Regions from separate parts of the Danio rerio genome. Here region 2 is linked to region 1. A link is a contact called in public Hi-C data. All regions are on one chromosome and are shown on one strand. The core of a region is the stretch at or near the end of the contact, and the rest is flanking DNA. Distances in the headings are between cores, read along the strand shown.

The links. A called contact is a pair of places that touch in the nucleus more often than the background predicts.
Region 2: a contact with region 1 is called in a Hi-C map of embryo, with 3 times the contacts expected there. The contact joins the promoter of fkbp2 here to the enhancer-like site in region 1. A contact is called at or near these places in 5 of 18 Hi-C or Micro-C datasets (caudal fin, embryo, hematopoietic stem cells and 2 more) and 1 of 4 datasets of contacts at active chromatin or transcription factors (caudal fin).

The regions. Positions count from the first base shown.
Region 1 is chr21:29,829,226-29,832,421 of GRCz12tu, forward strand. It overlaps pcxa (pyruvate carboxylase a), which reads left to right. Exons shown (of 21, transcript NM_001328356.1): 5 at 1,243-1,388; 6 at 1,621-1,738. Among named protein-coding and RNA genes, the nearest start is that of pcxa, 25 kb to the left of the region's middle. Within about 2 kb of position 1,581, at least 3 of the 62 cell types and tissues checked have an H3K27ac peak or open chromatin away from gene starts, as enhancers often do.
Region 2 is chr21:30,060,735-30,063,930 of GRCz12tu, forward strand. fkbp2 (FKBP prolyl isomerase 2) reads left to right here and starts at 1,452. Exons shown (of 6, transcript NM_001004677.2): 1 at 1,452-1,549; 2 at 1,953-2,115; 3 at 2,199-2,311. The coding sequence starts at 1,957.

The DNA of each region.
Region 1 (3,196 bases), core at 331-2,830:
AATCGTGATACGAACCGAATCGTGGGTTTGTTGTATCGTTACAGCCCTAGCTTGGTTGTATACTATATCAATAAAGTGTTTAGTCTTTTTAAAAACGCTGTTGTAATAGATTGAGCCACTAAGCATTGTTCTTGAAATGTTTTTCTACAGGAGAAAAATGCGAATTACTTTCAGTCTGTGTTAGTCAATGCAAGGCTATTTATGAAATCCAGACATAACACTGTATGCCAATGTTTCAGATGACTGTTCTATAGCTTACAGCTAATCAATCTGTCAGATTCTGGAGTGCTTTTCAGATCTAAAGAAAATTATAGATAATAAATTATTTTAAATAAAACGAAAAACATTTGTAGAGATGATAGAGGTATATAATTTCACTCACCTGGGAATCGGAAGTCACGTGAATTGTTTTTTTTTTTTAGCACAATTAAGTGCACACAGCATGCCAAATAATTGTAAGAAATAATTCAAAAAGGCATTTGTAATTCCAATCTGCTGGAATTACCCCCTCACAGTTGTCATGAAAGGTACTATTAGCTATATGAACCCAAATCTTTCTTTGTTTTTTTTTGTGCTGTAAAGTTATCAGTTATCCATTTTAAATCCATTTTATCCATTTTAATAAAAAAATTGCTCTATTATGGAGCCAGGACTAGCTAAATTTGCATGAATTGCAGTTCCAGTTACTTCCGTTTTGCCTTACAAGGGAGAGCGGGAGGTTGCCACTTGATCTGTATATAACATAAACACACATGGAAAATTTAACATCATATACAGTAGGAAATGTCTTTTATCAGGAATTCTAAGTGCTAATTATAATTATAAAATGGTTGTAAAAAAATGCTAAATTAACTAATGACGTTATCATAGAAGGAAATATTTTGTTCAATTTTGTATGCTTAATTAAAATATGGATGATCTTTATATACTTTTTGGTAATTGTGTAAATTCTTCCAATAAATAAAATAAATGAACTAATGGCTTAAATGCACATATAAACATGATTAACAACCTTTAAGCGTTAAGCTGTCAGATCTTTAACAGTTTACAACTTTCTAAAACTGTAATCCCATATTGCGAAAATTAATACCATTTATTTTAACTTCCAAAACACAATTGTTGCACCCAATTTAAAGTGGAAGCGTTATAAATCATGTTGTAAAATTGACATGATAACCTGACTTAATTTGAAAGGTTGCAGGTTTGATTCCTGGGCAAACAAATTTTCTGTTCATCTTGCAGGAGTGCCGGTGGTTCCTGGGACAGACGCTCCCATCTCCTGTTTGCAGGAAGCTCAAGAGTTCTCCAACAGCTACGGCTTCCCCATTATCTTCAAGGCTGCGTACGGTGGTGGGGGACGAGGAATGCGGGTGGTCAGAGAGTATGAGGTACCGTGTCTTAGATTAAAATTATTAGTTGGGGTTCATAATCTTGTTTAATCTCTGTTCAATTCCTTCCAAGTTGAGGTTTGATAAAGGGGGGCTTTTAAATGAGCGCAAAAGTGAGCACCCGTTTGCCCTTTAGATTTGTTTGCTGTTCAGTTACTGGTGCTGTATGAATTAGTGTGTTGGGTATTTGCGCTGGGTGACCCGGTCACTGTGTGTGTGTGCTTGTGATCAGGAACTAGAAGAGAACTATCAGCGGGCGTACTCTGAAGCCCTGGCAGCCTTTGGCAATGGAGCTCTGTTTGTGGAGAAGTTCATTGAGAAACCCAGACACATCGAGGTGCAGATCCTGGGTAAGTGAGGTTGTTGTTGGTGTGTGTTTTTCTGTAGTGGAAAAAAAAGCATTGATATATAAAAAAATAAAAATAAAATAAAAAGCCTAAATATTTTACAGTCTGGGATGATTTACTCAACCTTCAGTCATTTTAAAACTGCCTATTAGAATACAAAGGTTAAGCTTTAAGAGTTTTCTATGCATTTACAGCCTGAAGTGTTTAATCTTCAACAAAACTGCACTATAAACTCAGTTTTCACCTGGTAGTAACAAAAGCTTTCAGTCATCTGATTACAAGTGCTCCGCTGAGCCGAATTACTGTTTGCACTGGTATTTCCATGCTTTTAAATACGTCACATGTGTTTGGATTTTATTAAGACATGCCCGTAGCCAGGGAGGGTTCAGGTGGGGTGAACGACCCTCCCCCCACGACCAAAAGGACCAGAATTTGTCCTTTTAATTATTTTGTATAATAAAAAAAAATACATATATATATATATATATATATATATATATATATATATATATTACAATAAAGTATAATTTTAAATAACTATGGCCAGTAATTCGAATCCCATGGAGCCTCAAAGTTACAATAATATGACACGAGTCTTGTGACATAAGCCACCGAGCTGTAACATTTCAATCTTTGATCTGACATCCATACCGAGTAATGCTATCGGTCAAAGAGCAAAAGGTGGAAGAAAAAGCAGGCAGCAGTGTCATTGTTGGAAAATATTGAACAAATGTTCAAAAAGGCTGCCAAACATGGTAAGGCTTACTTCCTAACAGGTGAGAATCGGGCCATAGTGTTCTATGCTAACTATTTATTTGTCCCGTACATGACGTCCTTTTCCCTATTTTTGACATTAAATTATTTAAAAATAACTGTCTGATGAAGGCTTCCAAGCAGAGTCCTCAATCGTCAGCTGTCACTTCACAGCAAAAGGCGCTAATCCTGTCACGTCTGTGTTTTTGACGCTTTTTAAACTGGTCACTTAATTTGTTTTATTCTGATTGGATATAAATCTGAGCGCTCAAATCACTTCAGAAGGTGGTCTGGGATGCTAATAATTTTTTTGACAAAATTAATTAATTTAAATAAATAAAATATGTCCTTGGGAAAATCTGACCTTTTGTCTGTTTAAAGAAACAACACATAGGTGCGCTTTTTACATCTGTAGGTGCGTACGTTTTTACACTTTAACATGCAAAACGTGCATAATTATATTAAAAGCACATTTACTACAAGCATAAAACATGTTGATGAACAAAAAGCCATACATTTTTGCACACATGTGGTGCTGTGATGAACAATTGGTAATACAATCTAAATCTATTTAAAAAGCACTCTAAAAGTTAAAATTATTATCAATATTGTGCATATTATTACAACAAATTGCATCATAAAATATTATGTCTACCTCTACAGGAAGTCCCCATAAAAATAAAAAACATCATGTAGTGTGTGTTTGAA
Region 2 (3,196 bases), core at 202-2,701, 230 kb after region 1:
AAACAAGGAAAATAAACATGCGTTATGAATGTGACAAAGTATGCGAGTTTTCAGTTTACAACATACTTTGTAGAAATTGAACTGCACAATCCAAAAGAAATAATGCTAATCAAAAGGATAAGAGTTGGCTCACTATAGAACAAAAATGATTGATTTTTTTCTATTTTACATTTTTACATTTTTTGAAAAAGCCTCTTTATGGATGTGACATCTCTCTGTTATGGATGTGACAGATGTGAATTTGGCAATTGTGTGACTTTGGTAAATCAAATATAATTGTTTGAGAATATTGACTGAGACATTTTTGAGTGTACTGTAAAATACAAGCCTAAGCAAACAGTGGAAAGGGTATTAAACATTTTTTTCTCATGGGAACTTTGACATTTGCATAAATTGCTCATAAGCTGAAAACATGGCACTTATATATCAAGTTATATATACTTATAAGTACTTATATATACTTAATTTTACATTTTAAAAGAACATCATCAGTAGTTTACAGTATAAGACAAAAAAGTGCTATGCTTAAACATAAATACATCTGATCCGTTTTCAAAACTATTTTTCACATGGTATTATAAAACGTGACTTGGTTTAGTTTTTTGGTTTGTTTTTGTATTTAGCATGCAATTTGTGGTTGTGTGAATTAGTGAACCTTTATACAAACTTTTAAAAAATAGTTTTTATGTTTTGTCATATTTAATGCATCAGGTATTTATGACAATTTTGGTGATATAATAATGAGATAACAACAAGGGAAGGAAAATGTATTTATATGTACAAATTTACACAAATTATGCAATATCCAATTATACTGGCTAATTTGTCGTATTGGCTGTTATCGCATAATACTATAATATATGTCACAATATAATAATAGTTAGGAAAATGATATCTACATACCCAGTATTGTGACAATACCTCTGTATTTTTCACTGTGGAAGTGAAAACATAAGGCTATACAGTAATGTAATACAATAAGTTACATTGACGACTGAGTTATAAATTATGAATGATGTAAAAGAAAGCGTTTCTCAAAGAGTTTTTCCTTTGTAAAACAAGATAATTCTATCAGTTTTATCTAACATTGTATAAGAATAGTCTGGCTCTGATTGTTGATGAAGACTGGACACAAAAAATCACTTGCCTTAATGTTTGGCCTCAGTTTAGCTGTTGAACGACAAAAATAAGTCAGACATTCGTGAGTATATGGCGCCCTCGTGTGTCTCTGTTTTAGATCAGTGGTGCTGTAGCACCAAACAAAATAAAAGTCACAATCTACCACGCCAGTATTTACTCAAAGCTATAATAATATAATATGACAGCTTTTCCTATGAGTGTAGATTTGTTCATTATTATATACTTATTCGAGATTTACATGTTTCAAAATACATGTAGTTTTTTTTATTTAATTTTATAATCAACTTAAACATTGACTGAAATTTTGAAACCTAGTAGGAAGGCAGGCCTGCTGCTGACGTGACGTCACTTCCTAATGACCGAATCATTCTGAGATTCAGGAGGAACAAGAATATTATTCTTAAAACAGGTAACTGCATTTTAATCTCTCTGTTATTCGCTGCAATAGATAAATATTCCATGTAATTTTAAAATGCGACCGAATCATCAAAACACTGCTGTAATGTTAAGCGAAAAATCCCAATCAGCATGCTTGAATACAAAACCAAAGCCTTCATCCAATTAACTTCCTCTTAAATAAATCCAACACACCACAAAACTGAATAATAATGGACGCGTTTTGCTACTTAAAATGCACCTTATAGAATCACTTATGCTAATGAATTGTCATGTTGCTGATAATATAACCATTTACTATATTAATTTAAATGATAACGTGTACTTATGTGTAGAGACCCTGCGCATGCGTAGAAATCTACGTTATTTAGTAGCTTTCCACGACTAATTTCTGCCATTTCTGTTTGTTTTAACAGCGCCATGAGGCTGAATTTGCTATTAGCGGTCACTCTGGTGTCCATCCCCATGGCACTTGTGCAGGGAGCCGAAAAGAAGAAGCTACAGATTGGAATCAAGAAAAGAGTGGACAACTGCCCCATTAAGTCTCGAAAGGGAGACGTGTTGAACATGCACTACACTGTATGTGTTTGACTGCTCTCACCAAAGTATTATTCATGCCAGAAATGTCTTGTGTTACCTTTTTGTTTTGTTTTTATCTGCAGGGTAAACTGGAGGATGGGACAGAGTTTGACAGCAGTATACCGAGGAATCAGCCGTTCACCTTCACTCTTGGCACAGGACAAGTCATCAAGGGCTGGGATCAGGGTTTGTTGGGGTGAGCAGCGGCATTACTGCATTCACACATAAGCTCAGATTATTTTTCACATGTTAGTCTGAATTAGGATTTAAAGAGATGAACCCTACACTAAGAAGAGGAATTAGCAGATTAGATTTAAGATGGTGTGCAGATATATTAGCATTCATTGATGGTCTGCAAACAGGGTGTGAATTATACATTGACGATCGGGGGGGCCTCAGTGAACCCAATTTATATATTTAATTGAATTACATCTAATTTATTAATCAAACTTGTTATTATGTTTTCAGTGCTTTAAGGGATATTTATTGGTTCTCTGTGACATTTGTGATTTTAAATTAATGGTGACAGGCTTTCCTGCAGCAAGTGGATGACCGTGGGAGACTGCACATATATTTTATTTTACTGTTTAAATTCCATGTGCGAGGCAGTGTGTAATAAAATACAACATATGCATCTAGTTTTACAGATGCCTACAAGCGCCTTATTTAAAGCAACATGTTTTGTGACCAGTTATGCTGTCTGTTGGTGTTCTAGATTTGCTGGTTTTCAACCAATTAATTAATATTTTTGTTGCAAACACACACACACTCACAATGGTATGAACCATTATACGGGTGGTGAAATGTACTGAAGTCATCTATTATTTTATATATTAATATGATTTAAGACAGATCAGAGCAAACTATTTCTTAACTATTAAAAGACAAACCCCCCATGCATCTTGTTTTGATGTCCTTCAGGGGGGATCAAGCGTTTATTAAATGCTTGATTCCAAACCCCTCTTGTAATTCGCACCCTGTCTGCAAATATATTTGGCATAAGTGTGCTATTTAGGGTTCAAGTTTGATATCTTATTCTTTCTCTCTAGTTATGTCCTGTCATATCATTGATGTCTCGATT